Linked DNA regions of Bicyclus anynana: region 1 is linked to region 2. Evidence: chromatin contacts called from public Hi-C data. All regions are on one chromosome and are shown on one strand. Each heading gives the region's core, a stretch centred on a gene start, on an enhancer-like site or on the middle of the called end of the contact. The rest is flanking DNA. Distances are from core to core; before and after follow the strand shown. Region 1 overlaps LOC112053467 (nuclear hormone receptor FTZ-F1 beta). Region 2 holds the start of LOC112053467 (nuclear hormone receptor FTZ-F1 beta).

Region 1 (5,704 bases), core at 2,425-4,924, 40 kb after region 2:
TCCCTATACCTCCACGAACATTTCAAGACCAAGATAAGTATATATTATATAAGTATATGGATAACAAAGAGGAAAGATTTTTTTTAGAGATTTGATTGTTTGTCTGTATGTTTTGAATAGGTTCTGGAATTACTGAATCGATTTGAAAAATTCTTTCATTTTTGGATAGTACACTATCCCCGAGTGTTATCTATACTAATATTATAAATGCGAAAGTAACTCTGTGTGTCTGTCTGTTACCTAAACGGCTGAACCGATCAAGATGAATTTTGGTATGATCGGAAATGGGACCTTGGAGCAAAACATAGGATACTTTGGACCCTAAAATAAAAATAGAAGGGGGTGAAATAGGGGTTGAAAGTTTGTATGGAAAGTGCATCAGTTTTAGAGTTAATTTTTTAATAGGGATGATGACAGTTTTTTAAATTGTAGATAAATTAAGAGTACGCTAATAGTAAAGCAATTTTGTAAAAGGAACAGGGTATCTGCGATCATTACTTTCGGAGCTACAGGGATTTAAAGGGTCAGATTTGCGGCGCTGCCGCGGATCCCTGAAAAACGCCCCATACAAAATGGCACGAACTAATGACGTCGTAGGCAATGAATGTACTGATCGTTAGATTTGTATGTGCGTTCAAACCAAATTACTAATATCTTTGTTATTTGTGCGTTTATGTTTATGTTTATAGTTCCTGTATTAAAAAATGTCACATTTAATGTAAGGAAGCTAAAACTGTATGAATTTTCATCTAATTACGACAAAAGATTTTTAGTAGATTTTGAAATTTAATAATCTCCTTTATTTTACAAATATCCAGACAACCTTTGCTTTTTATATATAAATTAGTTAACCTTGACCCTATTTACCCGAATGTATCTTAAAAATCAATATATTCAAACCTAGTCATCATCCCCATTGTTCATCCTACTAATGTTATAAACGCGAAAGTTTGTATGGATGTTTGTTACTCTTAAACGCCGAAACTACTAAACCGATTTAGTTGAAATTTGGTATGGAAATAGATATTACTCTGGTTTAACAAATTAGTTACTTTTTATCCCGGAAAAGTCCATGGTTCCCGAAGGATTTGTGAAAAACTAAATTTCACGCGGACGAAGTCGCGGGCGTCTGCTAGTAGGCTATATTTTATGCCCGTATTCCTACGGGAACTACGGCGTCTGCTAGTATAGCGACAGTAAATGTGGCTTGGCAGAGTCTACGATTAGTTTCAAAGTTCATAATGAGTTCCCTGACGCGGCGGCTCTATTGAATAAGTCGTTCACCTGGTACAGAAATATTTCTGCTATCATCATCATCATCATCATCATATCAGCCGATGGACGTCCACGGCAGGACATAGGCCTTTTGTAGGGACTTCCAAACATCACGATACTGAGCCGCCTGCATCCAGCGAATCCCTGCGACTCGCTTGATGTCGTCAGTCCACCTGGTGGGGGGTCGGCCAACACTGCGCTTACTAGTGCGGGGTCGCCATTCCAGCACTTTGGGACCCCAACTTCCATCGGCTCTTCGAACTATGTGCTAATTTCTGCTATAAAAGTATAATATTCCTATACAGAAACCAGTGAGTTCGGAGCTTGAATACATTTGATTTATTATTTTATACTAGTTTTGAGAATCATAACGTACGGGAACAATTTGCTTGTATTTGTACGACCTTTATTCTGATAGTGTTTACGTGTAGATTTTAGTAGTAGGCCATTGCCTTACATGACATCGATCCCGATTCGGTCTAGAAGGTGAAGCTGAATGAAGGGGCACGAGTCACATTCAATATCTGGAGTCTTAATGTCAGTGATATGTTACCAATTTAAGTTACTGTTGTGACGCCAGTTATAAATACATTAATACATTCCCCCCCATTCGTCCCCGGTATTCAGTAAATTACCTAGGCATTGTATAGAATACCTGAATTATATCGATTGCCAGTAACATGTACAATAGATAGTTGTACTGTTTTATAATTCGTCGTTATCAACACATATTTGGCTTACTGCTGAGCTCGAGTCTCCTCTCAGAATGAGAAGGGTAAGGCCAATAGTCCACCACGCTGGCCCAATGCGGATTGGCAGACTTCACACACGCAGAAAACCAAGAATTATCTGGTATGCAGGTTTCCTCACGATGTTTTCTTTCACCGTTTGAGACACGTGATATTTAATTTCTTAAAATGCACACAACTGTAAAGTTGGAGGTGCATGCATGCCCGGACCGTATTCGAACCCACACCCTGCGGAATCGGAGGCAGAGGTCATATCCACTATAATTGCAATTACACAACTAAATTCCCACAACTGCAGCCTAGATTGAAAAGTAGGTATCATTATCTGCTATGTTATTATTAAGGTTAGTTATGTCTTATCACGTCCAATAAAGATTATTAGACACTTGCACAACAAGATTAGGCTAAACAACGTCCTTGATAAGAATGTAACCTTCACGACGTTCGGCGAGTGATGATTATTGTTGGTATATTTAGTGTTTTATATTGTAACACGAATAAATCGAAAAATAAATGGAATTGGGTTGGACAACAACAGATGGGCTGTATAAATAAATGCTAGATGCCCAACATATAATAGTAGGGGAGCCCGGGGTGCCAAATTTGCGGTTACTAAAGCGTCATGGGGACCGATTACATTTGGTAGATTAAATGATAGGAAGAATAAAACATTTTTCGCTTTTAATGGTGGAGAAAAAAACTACAGACTTAAAAGAATTTTTTATTGCTTTGGCTTATTGAAATTGTCCGAAAATTTTAGCGATTAATTAGGAGGTAACCTGCAAAATAAGTAAAAAATTAATCACGCTCATAACTTGAGAAAAAAAATATAAGGATTTTATTTTGTAACTTTGGAAACCTCCCATTCCATTATGTTACGCTCAAATCGTCAAATGTTCGAAATGCTCTTCAGCTCCCCTACTATAATAAGAGAAGAAGACCAGTATGCAGGTCACGAGATGACTTAGTAGACTATATGGGCCCTTCATGAGACCAAGACGAATCCAAAACTATGGAAGAGTTTGGAGGAGGTCTTTGTCCGGAAATGCGATGGGTTATAAAAAAAGCTTAATTACAATAGAAATAATAGTAATAAATAAATTGTAAGTCTGTATCCGAGTTGTGCAAATTCAAATTCGGCTTTTTCAAGATGGCTTTGTTTACAAGCACTTTCGAAAGTTTGACTGTTTGAAGCGATTCTACCAGTTATAGGGAGACAATAAAGTACGGTATTTTTAGTATAACTATGATATAAACGTAATATTATTAGTGCTAACGCCTTCCTAATATAAGGCATTTTGAGAAATTCTGTACAAAAAAGGTTCTTTTTACTCTCTATATTGAAAACGACTTTTCTTTCAGCGGTTGCTCTGTATCCATACTATAGTAGGTATGTTTTATTATATTGAAGTCTGTTTGTTACCTTTTCGCGGCTAACCCGATTGGATATGGCATTTTTTTGCTGAAAAAAATAATGGTTATGAACGGTGTTGCGAACATGCTCTAGCAATATAATATCACTGGTCGTTAGTTCTGAAAATTAATAATATGCTCTATTTGTTCGTTGTAGAATTCGCAGTAGATCTATCTGCGGGTGTTTACCTCGTCTATTTCAGTTAGTGCGTCGGCGCGGGGTGCATCGCTCTCTAGAGACACTCGACCTCAGCTCATCGGGGTCAAGGACACGGGAAACACCCAACTGTACAGACTGTACTGGGTAAAGAACGCAAGCCAATTAGTGGCGTACTAACTGGACAGAAAGCGTTAAGTCAATGATCTGATGACACGGTTCATGAAACTTTTCTAATCTCGGAATGGCTCATATTATATGCTAGCAGGAGTGCATCGCTCTCTAGAGACACTCGACCTCAGCTCATCGGGGCAAGGACACAGGAAACTCCCAACTGTACCTACAGACTGTACTGGGTAAAGAACGCAAGCCAATTAGAGGCGTATTAATTGGATAGAAAGCTCTTAAGTCAATAAACTGTTGACTTGGTTTATGATACTTGTCTAATCTCGGAATGGCTTTTATTGTACGCTAGCAGGGGTGCATCGCGAGAGACAATTGACCTCAGATCGTCGGGGTCAAGGACACGGGAAACTCCCAACTGTACAGACAGTACTGGGTAAAGGACGCAAGCCAATTAGTGGCGTACTATCTGGACAGAAAGCGCTAAAAGTCAATGATCTAACGACATGGTTCATAACACTTGTCTAAACTCGGAATGGCTCATACGATATGCTAGCAGGAGTGAATCGCTCTCTCAGAGACACTCGACCTCAGCTCATTACAGTACAGACAGTACCTACTGGGTAAAGAACGCAAGCCAATTAGAGGCGTATTAATTGGTTAGAAAACTCTAAGTCAATGATCTGTTGACTTGGTTCATGATACTTGTCTCATCTCGGAATGGCTTTTATTGGACGCTAGCAGGGGTGCATCGCGAGAGACAATCGAGCTCAGACCATCGGGGTCAAGGAAACGGGAAACTCCCAGCTGTACAGACAGTACTGGGTAAAGACGACAAGCCAATTAGTGGCGCAAGCCAACTGGATAGGAAGCGCTAAGTCAACGGACGACATGGTTCATGACACTCATGATTATGTCGGAATAGCTCTTATTATATACTTGTAGGGGTGCATCAGTCTCTAGAGACACTTGAACTCAGCTCATCGGGTCAAGAACACAAGTAACACCCATCTGTGTAAAAGAAGATCGTAGACCAATTAAAAAAAAATATTATGAATTTTCAAACTCGGTTCAGTAGATTACCCCCTACAACCTCACAAACGTTACCTTTTTACAATATTAGTAAAGACACCTACTTATTTAATGTAAAAAAACATAACCCTATTTCATCAGTCGGATAAAAACTTATCGATAAATATTACCAAGTAGTTTCTCGTATTGAAAGGCAGGTGATTGTATACCAGAATGATATTTATCGCAACTCAAAGGAATGGTGCGAGGTGACGTCAGGCAGATAGTGCTGACCTTAAGATAGTTATCGGTCGACGCCTCGTCTGTCCATCGACAACTCGACTGAACACAAGGACATCACTCAACCGAGCCTATCTATTATTAGGTACCTCCATACATAGCTATACAGGGTGTCCCGTAGTTAATGTATATGTGTCTATGTGTTAATCCAGAGTAAAATCTATTTCCATTCCAAATTTCAGCCAAATCAGTTCAGTAGTTGCGGCGTTAAAGAGTAACAAAACATCCATACAAAATTTCGCATTTTCATTATAATATTAGTGTGAAGTTAGTAGTTGTAAGAACATTACCTATGGTTTAGGAAATTTTTCCAAACGAAAAATGTTAGGTAAATTATACAGCTTAGGTATTTGTATATGTATACAGCCATTATGTTGCTTTTCCACTTATTTTTCCATCATTTATCTGGTGTTTACCTAATATGTAGAAAATATACCTAACTAGCGGACGCCCGCGACTTTGTCCACGTGAAACTCGATGTAAACTTTCAACTACCCCTACTCTACACTACCCTTACCCTACCCCTACCCTACGTTGAAATTTTTCCTGAATTTTCTTTGCTATAAACCTCACGGAGCCCGAGACCTTACATAGTATAACTTTAACATATTTTGTATAATTTATTATTATTAAAAAATAGAAGGAAGTAACGTAGAAGTTCATAATTTATGCCAAT
Region 2 (5,061 bases), core at 472-2,971:
AATCTGAGACTGATTTTATCAGTTCTCATAATCATACAGTACTAATGCTGTTCTTATGGTCTTTAATACTTAGAGATTAATTAATTATAATTAATTCCTGACATTCATTAATTTTGATAGTAGTGTGTGTTGATACCATCCATCATTAATGTTGATACGCAAGATAAATCATATCACAATTATATTATAAAGGCGAAAGTTTATGTGTAAGTATGTTTGTTCCTCCTTGACACTGTAGCTACTGAAGCGATTTGGCTGAAATTTGGAATGGAAATAGATTTTACCTTGGATTAACACGTAGGCTACTTTTTATCCCTGAAAATCCATGGGATAAAGTTGTGGGCGTCCGTTAGTTAAATTCTATGTGCTTCTAGTCCGCCCTGACATTGTAACATGCTGATAAATTGTAATCACATTGGAATATGTTTAAGTACACAGCAGAACCATATATCTCATGTTCAGACCTTACATTCTTATACATTTCTGGTATGAGCAAAAAAATCTTTAATGTTGTTCTAAAGTAAAAAGTGTTACCTGTAAAGTATATTGCTTGCCGTTTACTTCCACCACCTTGTTCATGAACTCCACGCCTATCGTATGAAAGTTGTGATCATCGAAGTGGTTTGATATGAATCTGCTCATTAGACACGATTTGCCGACCCCTCCATCGCCTAATATAACAATTTTCAAGAGTATATTTTTGTTCGCCGTCCTTCCGTATCCATCGCAATCTTCGCCCATCATGTATTAAAAACTGTCATAATAGTCACTAAACTCGCGAAACACTGCTTTATTGCCTCAGCCTTGAATATAACAGATAGATCTATTTAATTAGTGAGTAATGGACTCGCCTCTCAAGGATATCACGTGAATCTTTTCAGGCAATTATGTATTGAATCACCGAATGGTCACACACAAAAAAAATAATCACTCGAAAAAAATTATCCTCATACAACGTCACTGCGGTGGAATAATACACGAAAATAAAACAAAATTAATTAAAATTGTAAACGACAGCTCACAGCTGATCTCTCTTTTTTGTAAATAAAGGAATTGCCAGTTAAGTTGTTATGATTACCTCATATATATTTTTAATTCCAACATTATTTCAATTTGAACTATTTCCCCTATTTCAATGATATGGAACTTTTTGGCCAAATTATTATACTGCGAAATTAGTACCATTCGAAAGCTAAATGTAATCTGTAAATTGTTACAAACACTTAAATTACTAACATTTATAATTATAGTTGAAAACATAACAGTTACACATTATGTTTATAAAAATTCCAAGTTACTCTGTTGTTATGTGTTATGCTAACAAATAAATTCTTTTTTTTTTTTTTTAAATTAAACTACAGTTATCAATCCCACAATTCATGTAAATACCCTAAGTGTGGCAACATTAAATAATGACATTCTGCGATACAGATTATTAATAACAGTAGTTAAAAACTGTCATTCATAATCAATAATTGTTTCTTTTTTACATTCCTATTTTGTAAGAGTATGTTAGATTATTTTGATAAAAAAAAATAAAATGAAGCAAAATAAAATTATTGACGCCTAAAAATAATAAATAATTCCTTATCTTTGTACTTGTGTTTCCCTCTATTGGGTTGTTAGCAAAAACGAAAAAGGTAAACTCCTTTCCTGTCGCTAGATGTCATGTTCGAATGTTTATTTTGCAGTATGACTCGCTAGATGTCAGTTCGCTCGATTGACTTTATTCCGCTTTGTTTTGCGGAGGTGAGAGGACATGGTGTGATTATTATTGTTAGCGTAAACCCTTGTGTTCAATGTTTTCCCTTACAAAAAGTATTTATTGAGTGAACGGACGTTTTATTTTGCGAGATAAGTGTTTTCTTATTCGAACGTAAACATAGTGTGATTTGGAAAGTTACAAAAATTATACATTTGCGCAATTGTGCGAGCGAGTTGCGAGTAGCGACTCGATGTCAATAAACTTGTCGGTGATATTTTATGGGAAAGGTGTGCCGCGTCGCTAATACCTGTTCGCGGCGGCAGGGTGCATGAGACCGGGATGTTGGTGGGTGGCGCCTGGGTGCCATGGTGTAGCCGGGAGCGAGGTGAGTGGCATTAGATGGCATTCGGGTCCGTAGCAGGACGAGGTGGGCGGCGGGTGCGCGCGGGGGGTTGGCGTGCATTCACCTCTGACCCGCGCGCGGGGCGAGCGGCGCTCAAGGTCGGTGCGCCGCCTGAAGGTCGCGCGTCACGTGACGCGAAGGGTGCTCACCCCCGCCCCTCGCCGCTCGACGTCCCTGAGTTTTGTTTGGGTGACTGTCGCGCACTTCACTGATTAATTGTTTTTTTTTTATTTGTAAAGTTAAACTTTTCGCGAGATCGCGTATTAGATGCGTTTTATATTTCGTTATATTAATAGGTAATTATTAAGTTGTTTCTTTTTTTAATTTACAATTCATGCTGTCAGTTATTGTTAACTACTTGCTTACCTAAACTTACCTATTTTACTAGTCGTATTAGTAAATAAAAGAAAGGTAAATTAAAGAATAAGCTTATGTAGAGGTTGTAGGTATATGATAATTATTTATATTTTATATTTTTACCGTTTGATATAGCCTATAGCCTATGTTTGTATATAAATATGGAATAACTTTTAATACAAAAGATATATATTAGGGCATTACTAAAAACACTTTACTTCTTTGTACGGGTAGGTAGGATATGTAATTCTCCTTCAAATTATATCCTACTTTTATAATCGTTAAATTAATTTAAAATCTAGTTTATAAACTTTTCCAAACTCCAATCTAAACAACCTACTTAAGTTGTATCTACATATAAAGATGCCAAGGCATTTAAATTTGCATTTAAGTAACGGTATTTCATAGAAGCTCGCTTCCACAAGCGTCTTGCTATGCGATTACCAATGTCCTTAGCTTGAGCACGTTTCTAATATAAACACACATGCATAATAACTTGCATCTTATATTAAATACTAATATAGAGCAGGAGTCTGGGATGACCAGAACTTCGTTGTTTTATAAAAACTGAAAGTACGGTGGGTAATTATGGAGTATTTACATGGTGACTTTAGGAGGTATGTTAGAAAGGTCCAGATCGGATGAAAAACTTCGTTAAAGGTTCAGATTTTAAACTTTGACGTATCGAAGGTTTACGGAGCTAAGTTAGCGTATGGGGACATGACCTACCTCACTCTTATTTTCCTGATAAAAATATAAAAAAAAATATATACCTTTTCGCTTTGTGCAATTTTTTACATTAGCGCTTCACAGTTTTTTCCATAATCCATGTCGTCATGTAATGATTTTTTTTTCCAATAGAAGAAGAAGAAGAAATATACTTTATTGTACATTAAAAACAAAAATAAACAATAACTTATAATAAGACTTAGAAACTAATGTACAAATTATCGGTCTTCTCTTATCGCTCTAAATCGCTAAAGTCTGGAAGAGATCGCTAAAGAACGATCTCTTCCAGACAACCATTGTGGAAGAGAAGCAAATAATTTGCTCTATTAGTGTGAAAATGGTCAATGTTCATCGTCCAACGGTGTCCGTCAGTCAGTCCTACCTATAGTCAAGTCAAGTCATGCTTTAGTAAAACGAAGGCAACCTTACCAAAATTTTTGATTGAGTCTAGCGAGAAAATCGAATTAATTACTCAAAAGACTTGCTTAGCTTCCAATTCACTTGAAACTATATTGAATAAAATGTATTATACTTTAAGCAATTAAACTCTAAAATGCACCAAATCAATTAGCCAGATGTCATCCCTACGATTTTCCAAAATCCCCTTTGTGCATTGACGGTTGAGGGTGTGGAACTTTGAAATCTGCTACTTACTTTCCATAGCCACTAAGATACAACGTCCCTAGTTTCTACCACACCTGTTTTAGTAAATACATACCTATAGAAAAGAATGGAGCATGCATAAGTTGATAAATGTTAAATCATTTCAATTTAAAAAAAATGGCTTTCAGCTATAATAAAATGATGAAGGTCTGGTTACTACAGGCACTTAGAACATTACCTTTTCTGTGCTAACACCTATGAGGTATCATATGTCTCGCAACGGTATGTATGTACCTTAGGAACAAGTACAGGTATGATGAACTCAATGAAAAGTAAACTGTGAAGAGAATTTATATGTCAGTTACGGCATCACCCAAAACTGCTTGACTATAATCTAAGTTACATTTCATCTTGCCAGTGCTTTATGGCGAAAGCTACTTGATAGAGTAACGTCTTTTAAGTCTTTATGATATGCAGGGCTTTTATGCTTTTATAGAGTTCATTTTCATATTGTTTATTAGTTTTTGGACGACCGCCGTGACGCAGTGGTATGCGCGATTTACAAGACGGAGGTCCTGAGTTCGATCTCCGGCTTGGCTGATTAAGTTATCTTAATTGGTCCAGGTCTGGCTGGCGGGAGGTTTCGGCCATGTTTAGTTACCACTCAACCGGCAAAACGTACCGCCAAGCGATTTAGCGTTCCGGTTTGATATCGTCTAGAAACTGAATGGGGTGTGGATTTTCATCCTACTCCCAACAAGTTAGCCTGCTTCAAGGGCTAACTTGTAAAGAATATAAAAAAGTGAGGCACCTCTTCTACTTACGAGTATGTAGTTTTCTAAATATATTAATACTAATAGTGAATACTGAGTAGGTAAGTAGGAACATTCTTGGTTTATCTGATTGTCCTACACAAAGATAAGCATGACACAAACCGTATGGAACAGATACGAGTATACATATATGCACCTACCTGCTATTTGTTCAGTCCATTTACGATTTCTTTAAAATCATAAAATAAAAACCTGGCAACATCCAGAATCATAATCTGAATGCTGAGTTCAAAACTGTGAACAGAATCATCATATTATGCACACTCAACTCTTCACAGCGAATTTTTTAGAATTCGATAAAATTGCAAAGCATTTTTGAAAGTTAATCTATTTAGGTTTGTTCTGTTTCATACAATGCGTTGATTCATACATAACGTACTACCTTGAGTAGACAGTAGACACACCTTCCAATGATAATGGTTTCGACAGAC

Evidence for each region. Hi-C and Micro-C count contacts between places; a contact is called where the count stands out from the background.
Region 1: a Hi-C map of whole larva shows a contact between it and region 2, with 6 times the contacts expected there. The contact joins the enhancer-like site here to the promoter of LOC112053467 in region 2. A contact is called at or near these places in 2 of 2 Hi-C or Micro-C datasets (whole body and whole larva).

Annotation. Positions count from the first base shown.
Region 1 is chr4:15,800,132-15,805,835 of ilBicAnyn1.1, forward strand. The region is part of intron 1 of LOC112053467 (nuclear hormone receptor FTZ-F1 beta); the gene reads left to right. Among protein-coding and RNA genes, the nearest start is that of LOC112053467, 39 kb to the left of the region's middle. Within about 2 kb of position 3,675, at least 8 of the 8 cell types and tissues checked have open chromatin away from gene starts, as enhancers often do.
Region 2 is chr4:15,761,995-15,767,055 of ilBicAnyn1.1, forward strand. It overlaps LOC112053467 (nuclear hormone receptor FTZ-F1 beta), which reads left to right and starts at 1,722. Exons shown (of 17, transcript XM_052881178.1): 1 at 1,722-2,090. It overlaps LOC112053463 (ras-related protein Rab-9B), which reads right to left and starts at 1,071. Exons shown (of 4, transcript XM_024092872.2): 1 at 535-1,071. The coding sequence starts at 744.